Linked DNA regions of Oryctolagus cuniculus: region 2 is linked to region 1. Evidence: chromatin contacts called from public Micro-C data. All regions are on one chromosome and are shown on one strand. Each heading gives the region's core, a stretch centred on a gene start, on an enhancer-like site or on the middle of the called end of the contact. The rest is flanking DNA. Distances are from core to core; before and after follow the strand shown.

The links. Hi-C and Micro-C count contacts between places; a contact is called where the count stands out from the background.
Region 2: a contact with region 1 is called in a Micro-C map of ear pinna, with 2.9 times the contacts expected there. The contact joins the promoter of ACTR2 here to the promoter of SPRED2 in region 1. A contact is called at or near these places in 2 of 6 Hi-C or Micro-C datasets (ear pinna and skin fibroblasts).

Annotation. Positions count from the first base shown.
Region 1 is chr2:137,295,536-137,299,351 of mOryCun1.1, forward strand. It overlaps SPRED2 (sprouty related EVH1 domain containing 2), which reads left to right and starts at 2,086. Exons shown (of 6, transcript XM_017340722.3): 1 at 2,086-2,754. The coding sequence starts at 2,729.
Region 2 is chr2:137,511,965-137,515,350 of mOryCun1.1, forward strand. ACTR2 (actin related protein 2) reads right to left here and starts at 1,345. Exons shown (of 9, transcript XM_008254327.3): 1 at 1,142-1,345. The coding sequence starts at 1,189.

The sequences.
Region 1 (3,816 bases), core at 836-3,335:
GCTGAGTGAGTGGTGACACAGCTCAGCTACCTGCAGAAATTAGTAACCACCTTGCATTTTGGACACTCTGAAACTGGAGGATGAGGCCAAAGAAATGCCGTTGGGCAGCTAATTTGGAAGTTCAGGAATGACTGAATGGGATGTTTTTCAGCATCCCCAGGAAGAAGAGAAACAGTGGCCACAGGTGAGCACTGGGCAGATGCCTTAGCCAGAGACTTAGAGAACAATGAAAACTTGGCTTTGTTTAGTGCCTTCTCTCAGACTCTTACTAGCCTCAAAAATGGAGACAGACAAGTTTGGCCTTCTTGGCCCTGTTTTATAAAGAAACTGAATAATTGCTAAAAGCCTCATGCAGGGTCTCAGAGAAAATCCAGAACCCAGGTGACCCACCCCATCTAGGGCACTTCTTGTACCACACATACCAGCACTAGCATGGAAGGTGGTGAAGCCCAGTCCATGTGCACCAAGAGCAGAGCTGTGAGGAGCATGCAGCCCGGGATAACCCCGGGGTTTCCTCCCTGTCTAAAGGTGAGACTTACCACCTTCAGGGCACTGGTGACTCTCCACATCCAGATACCTTTTCAAAACACTTGTATTCTTTATCTGATTATGCTATGGACAGCATGATGAGACATCTTGGGATGGGGTCCAAGTTTAGTCATGAAATTCATTTACGTTTCATGTACACCTTATATACATGGTCTGAAGGTAATTTTCTAGAATATTTTAATATTGTGCATGAAACAAAGTTTCAAAGTGAACAATTTTCCACTTGTGGTATCATGTCATTGCTCAAAAAATTTCAGATTTTCATAGTAGGGGTATTTCATCTACACCATATTTGACATAAATATTTAAAATTCTTGTAATTTGTTCAGTGGTTTCTATTTACTCAGAATTTGTGGGTTTTCTCATGGCATATTCTGGAGGATGGAAAAAGTCTACCGTGCTTGGAGAACAGAAAGGGTCAGAGACCATGTCCTTGGCTCTCTAGCAGGACTGCAGAAGCAAATACCCAATGGCTGTTTAATTCGTGGGACCCAGTGCAAAGTGCAAGTGCAGAGACCCTTGCTCAAAAATTATAAATAATTTCAAGACTGCAACAGGAGAGGCTGGAACCAAGCACAGCTTATGTCACATAGTAGTTGGCATGCACAGGAAGCCAGTCCTGCCCATTGCCCAGACCGGGCCTTTTTGGAGAGCCTGGGCCCACCCAGAAAATCTGCAGCAGGTCCCAGCCAAGAGACCTTGAAGATAATTTGAAAGGGGAGGAGGAGCGAGTGGAAGCAGGAGAGTGGCTGGGAGCGCCCCCTCTACCGATGCCAAAGCCCACAGGGCCGGCAACCTCTGGCTCAGAAACTACACGGCCTCCAAGGGGCCTAGAGCCATCCTCTATCAACAAGAGAGATTGGCTGGATCATTTAAAAACTATTTTGGGGTTGCCTTTTAACGCGAGAAACACCGCCGTTTCTATGAAATTCAAGCGTTTCTGGGCTGTATTGGATTCATTTTTATTTTTCTGTGCACAAATAATAATAATCACTTTAAAACGCCCGTTCCTCTATCACGACAAAAAAAAAAAAAAAAAGACCACGAGATTCACGTGAAACTGAAAAGCCTCTGCCATTCAGAACCTTGGCAGAGCCGAACGCCGTCCCTCCCCCTCGGTTTCTGGTTGGCTGGGTGCAGAGGCCAGGCGCTGCCACCTGCGCCGCCCAGACCCTCGCATGCGGGGAGGGGGCAGTGGTTCCCCTCCAAGCCCCAGCGCTCCAGCGTCCCAGCGCCTCCCCCACCCCTCGCCTTCGGCGTGGAATCCTGGGGTTTGGGAGGAGGGAGGGCGCAAAACGGGAGCCAGATGTGAGTGAGGCCTCCCGCGCCCGCCTCCTCCCTCCTCTTGGGCTCCCTAAAACCCGGAGTCCCTGCCCAGAGAGGATTCGGAGCCAGACCGACGCTGAGCAAACTCCGCTCCGCCGCTCCTCCGGGAGTGGAGGCCAGGAGGGAGGAGGAAAGGAAGCCGAGCATGCTCAGTAGGCGGGACAAAGTTTTTTTTTTTTCTCCTCCTCCTTTTTTTTTTTTTTTTTTTTTTTTTCGGTCGCAAGTAGGAAGCTTTTTGCACTCCACCACCTCTGGCCGCTGGGAAGACGTCATCGCTTCCGCCCTACTTCCTCCTCCTGTTGGCGGCTGTGAGAATCCAATATGGAGTAAATCGGTGGAGTCGAGAGATGGGGCTCGGACGGGGCGCCCTGCACCGCCTCCCAGGCGCACCTCCCCCGGCCGCCGACCGCTCCCCGGAACCGTGATTGGCCCGGCCCCCCGGGGGCGACCCCGGGCCCAGCCCCCGCCGGCGGCCGGCCCGCTCCTCCTCCTCCTCTCAGCAGTCCCCGCCGCTCCGAGGCGCGCTTGTTTTTCTCCTGCTCTCCCCCTCCGCCGTCCCCTGCCCCAGTCTCGCCCCTCCGCGCCTCGCGCGCCCCGGAGCCCCCGCCCGCCTCGCCCGCGGCGCCGCCTCCCCCAGCGGCTCGCCTCGGCGCCCCTTCCCCGCACCTTCCCCCGCACCCCGGCCGCCCTGCTTCCCCTTCTGCCTGCGGCGCCCCCTTCATCTTTAGCCGCTCCCCCCACCCCCACCCCAATCAGGCGATCTCTGGAGATGTGAAGAAGGGGGGTGAGCGGACAGGAAGATGAAGGGAGCAAAGCTGCCCGCTGCGGGACAGGCGTCTAGGTGAACAGGAAAATGACCGAAGAAACACACCCGGACGAGTAAGTTTGGCCGCGGGGTGGGACGCGGGAGCCCCGAGGGGGCGGCGTGGGGGCCGGGGCTGAGGACGCGGGCGGGGACGCTGCTGGGTGAACTTGGCGTGGGGTGCAGCGGCTCGCCGACCTGTCGGGGTCCGGGCGCGAGGTTTTCCTTGCTGAGGGGAGGAGGGGGCCGAAATTGCCGCGTGCTGGCGGGGGGCACGCCTGGGGTCGGCGGGCTAGCGGCCGCCGTGGGGGCCAAGGGCGCACGGGTGACCTCGGGGCGGTCCCGGCTCCCTCTCGCCACCCATCCCACCCTGCAAGCCTTGCGGCGGGAGCTGAAGGCTGACACCCCCGATCGGGCTTCCCGGGGTCGGTGGGCTTTTGCGTTGGTGACTTTGTGACTCCCGCCCGGCGGTCCCCTCCGGAGCCCAGTGGGGCCCAGGCTCCGCCATTTCGTTTTCTTGAATCGCTCTCATTTGCATACCACATTTTCATTCATAAAAACACGGCGGAGCGAGGCGAGGCCGGGTGCGGGCCGCGCGGGGGTCTGGCGCGCCGGGGTCCCGCGCTAGCCGGAGCCGCCCGAGGCCCCCGCGCGTGTGAGTGTGTGAATGCGCGCGCTTGCGGGCCGGCACACGCGCCCCGCGGGTCGGGGCAGCTCGGGGGGCGGATCCGCGGCGTGTGCGGCGGGGGCGGGCGGGAGCGTGCGGGGCAGCGCGCCGCGGGCGGGTGGTGTGAGTGTCTGGGAGCGTGTGCGCGCTCGCGTGAGCGCGTGCCCGGGCCTGTGCGCGGCCCGCGGGCCCGAGTGGAACAATGCTCCGGGCCCTCCGCCGGAGGGGCTCCTGGGCCGCCCGGCGCAAGACCCGTGTCGGCATCCCCTGGCCGAGGTGCAGCTCCCGGCCGGCCGCCCGCCTCGCGATCGCGGGGTCTGGCTTGGCCTTTGCACTCTCCCGCCCGAGGCGTTTCCAGTCGCGGGTGCGGGTGCGGCGGCGGCGGCGGGGCCCCTGGGCCCGGAGCCTCTGGTCTTCGGCCTGGGGTCCGAGCGGTCGCGGCCGCCGCCGCCGCTGCTTGGTGGCTGTACCC
Region 2 (3,386 bases), core at 95-2,594, 220 kb after region 1:
ATACTCAGATGAAGCCAGTATAATTACTGCTTGTAAAAAATCTAATAAATTCAGTGCAGGGCAGTGGCAGTTACCTCAATGCATACCAGCTTTTTTTTTTTCCCCCGTTTCCAAAGTATTTTAAAGTTCAAGTAAAATCTATTTTAAGTCATATGTCGCATTTACGCAAGGGAGGAGAGAAAAGTCACAAAATGTTGCAACACAAAAATAGTTTCGGCAATCACCACAGAACTCATAAAAATAAGTAAGCATCTCATTTGCCGACTTTGCTACCCAAAATGCATCTTTTAAACGTTTTTAAAGCAACTTTCAAATGGTTTCTAAATCAGTGCTTTACGTTTTTACGGTATTTGAAAACTACCATCATCTGTATTCTGAACCTAATGGAGGAAAATGGGGGCGGGGACTGAACTTCCCCCAGGTCAATGGGATTAACACTTGGGCTCGCCGGTCCCAGATCCCCCAAAGTCATCCAACAGAACACGCTGGTCTCTGCAGGGCTGCACCTGAGCCAAACTACCAGCATGGAGAACACAGGGCAAACGCTGTGCTGTTGGTCTAGCCGCCTCCTCGCTCCGAGAAGAAAGAGGGATAACACCAAAGCAAACCAACAAACCAAAGCAAATCAACAAAATGCAGCAACACTGAGAAAGGGCCGTAGCCCCCTGAATGACAGCACTTCCCTTTTCTTCAGTGAGCCCACTTCCTGCCTCGCGTTCCGCATCTTCAACTAGACAGGAAGAGGAAGGCCTCTAGGTGTTTCTCCATTCTACACACCCGCGACCCTGGGGCTGCAGCCCCTCTCCCAAAACACGAACCCAGCCTCTAACCCCTTCCGCACTCGAGCCAAATTGCAAACCCCACCCCTCTCTGTGCACGAAGCCGGCCCCCGCGGGCGGCAGGTGGGACCGGCGTCCCGCCCCGGGCTCGCCCACCGCCCAGACCCGCAGGGCTACCGGGAGGGAAGGTTCTGGAGAAACCAGCGCCCCACCCGCTCGCTCCCGACACCCGCACGAGCGGGGAGTGCCGCCCCGTTCCCCTTAGCCGCGAGGGCCCAGAGGTGCCGCGCCGAGGGCCTCGCGACGCCTGAACATCCCCGCCCAGGCCTGTGGCCGCCGCGGCCTCCCGTCCAGGCGCTTACCCCGGTGCCGTTGTCGCACACCACCACCTTCCTGCCCTGACTGTCCATCGTCCGTCCGGAGGAGAGCCGCCGTCGCACAACCTACAGCCGCCGCCGCCCTGCTCTTGCCTCTTCCTCCTCCTTCACTGCCCCTCCTTCGCCCCAACTTTCTTCCCCCAACCGGAAGTCTTCGCCGGTCCCGCCCGTCATTTAGCTGACCGCCTGCGCGGAAGGGGTGGGACGGAACGTAGAAGGCCGCGAATGGCAGCTGTGTGCACCAATCATAAACAGAGAAGCGCCGGGGCCCCGCCCGAGGGCCTGGCTAGGGCTCCGCTGTCACGGATGCGGAGCAGGCAGGTCTTTCTCAAGCTGCGTCTGGTGTTCGGTGTTTCGTGGGGATTTAATGGCGGCGGAAGTCGCGGAAGCTGCGGCTTTCTCCCTAAGGTGTGGCATGGATCAAGGGCGCTGTTTAACGGACTCTGGAGGACGCAGAAAGGTGGAAGACACCGCGTGGAAGACATCTCCACGAGGAGGCCGTGGAGGGTGACGGAGGGGCCATCCGGGGCGGCTGGAAGCAAACCCGGAGGTCCTTGTGAACCCCCTTGAATATGGCTTAATTAGTGCGTCGTTGCCGCTGGACCCATTCAGTGCCCCGAGCTGGGATGGATATACCCACACTTCTTGGAGCTCATGCATTTGCTACCTCCACAGCCTTCCCGAGTCGTCTACAGTCGACTAGGTGCCTGCATTCGCAGCCTTGTCGCCCACCACTTCCTCCTCCAGTAGCCGCAGGTTGCTTCACCCCTCTTCACTACGCGTGCCTGATCGAACCCAGAACCTGGGCTCTGAAATCAGACAACCCCAGTTTCAGATCTGGCCCGACCATTCACGAGTCTTGTTGGACAAAACCTGGTCTGTGCATGGTAGTAATACGTCTGTGGGTTGTTGTGAGGATAGAATTCTGTGCCTAGAGGACACGTTCATTCAGGGGTAGCCATTTATTATTAATCCTGTACTTTTGAACCTGTGGGTCTCCCCACCTATAATGTCCCTACTTTCTCTCTTTTTAACCAGTTGTCAAACTAATACTCATATGCTAAGCTTGTCCCATCTCTGACTCCTTTGCTGGTACCCCAAGATGTTCTTTACCCCTGCCTTTGCTATTGCTTTCCCATGGAGTTGTGAATAACATCATTGTGTTTATTACACACAACAAATATTTATTGAATGAATGACGTTAAAACTCATAGAAAGCATTGCATCATTTTTGAGAGATGAGAACTAAAATTGTGACTTCCACATGTCTACACATCCAACAACTAGAATTGGATCACACGTCTCCCCCCAATTATTTTAGTAATAGTAGTAGCAGCTGCCTATCAGTTTCACCTTGTTCTTTTATTAGACCAGTGGTTTTCAACACTTCTAAAGGCATTGAGTGTTTTGTTCATATTTAATTTTATTTGGAACCCCAACACATAAAATTGATTAAAAATAAATAAGTAAAGCTGCCATAGTTGCAGTAGTTAGGTTGGGATGGCTATAGGGCCTTCAGGGAATATCTTTTCTCTTCACCTGCCTTGCAGTCCTTGAGGTACCTCAGCCTACTCCATAGTGCGTTTTTTAAAAAAATTCATGTATTTATTCAAAAGGCAGAGTGGCAGAGAAGGAGAAAGATCTTCCCTTCCTCTGGGCTCACTCTGCTAATGTCTACAACAACCAGGTCTGGACTAAGCTGAATCCAGGAGACAGGAACTCCATCCAGGTCTCCCACATGGATGGCAGGGGCTCAAGTACTTTTTGGACCATCTGCTGCTGCTTTCCCAGGCACATTAGCAGGGAGCTGGATGATACAGGATGTCAGCATCATAGGTAGCAGCATAACACTGGCTCCCCACAGTGCATTGATGCATAAATTCCTTTAGTGAAAGTCTGTATCTTTCTTTTGTGGTCCCAGGGCCTAGCACAGTGCTGTTTTCCTGTAAGTATATTTAGTTTAAGTTTTTTTTTTTTTTTTTAAGACTCATTTATTTATTCGAAAGAGTTATAGAGAGGGAGAGACAGAGAAATCTTCCATCCACTGGTTCACTCACAGATGGCTGTAACAGCCAGAGTTGGGGCAGGCCAGAGCCAAGAGTTTCATACAGGTCTGCCTGGATGGGTGGCAGGGGCCCAAGCACTTGGACCATCTTCTGTTGATCTTCCCAGGCCATAGCAGGGATTCTGATCAGAAGTGGAGCAGCCGGGACACCAACTGCGCTCAGGC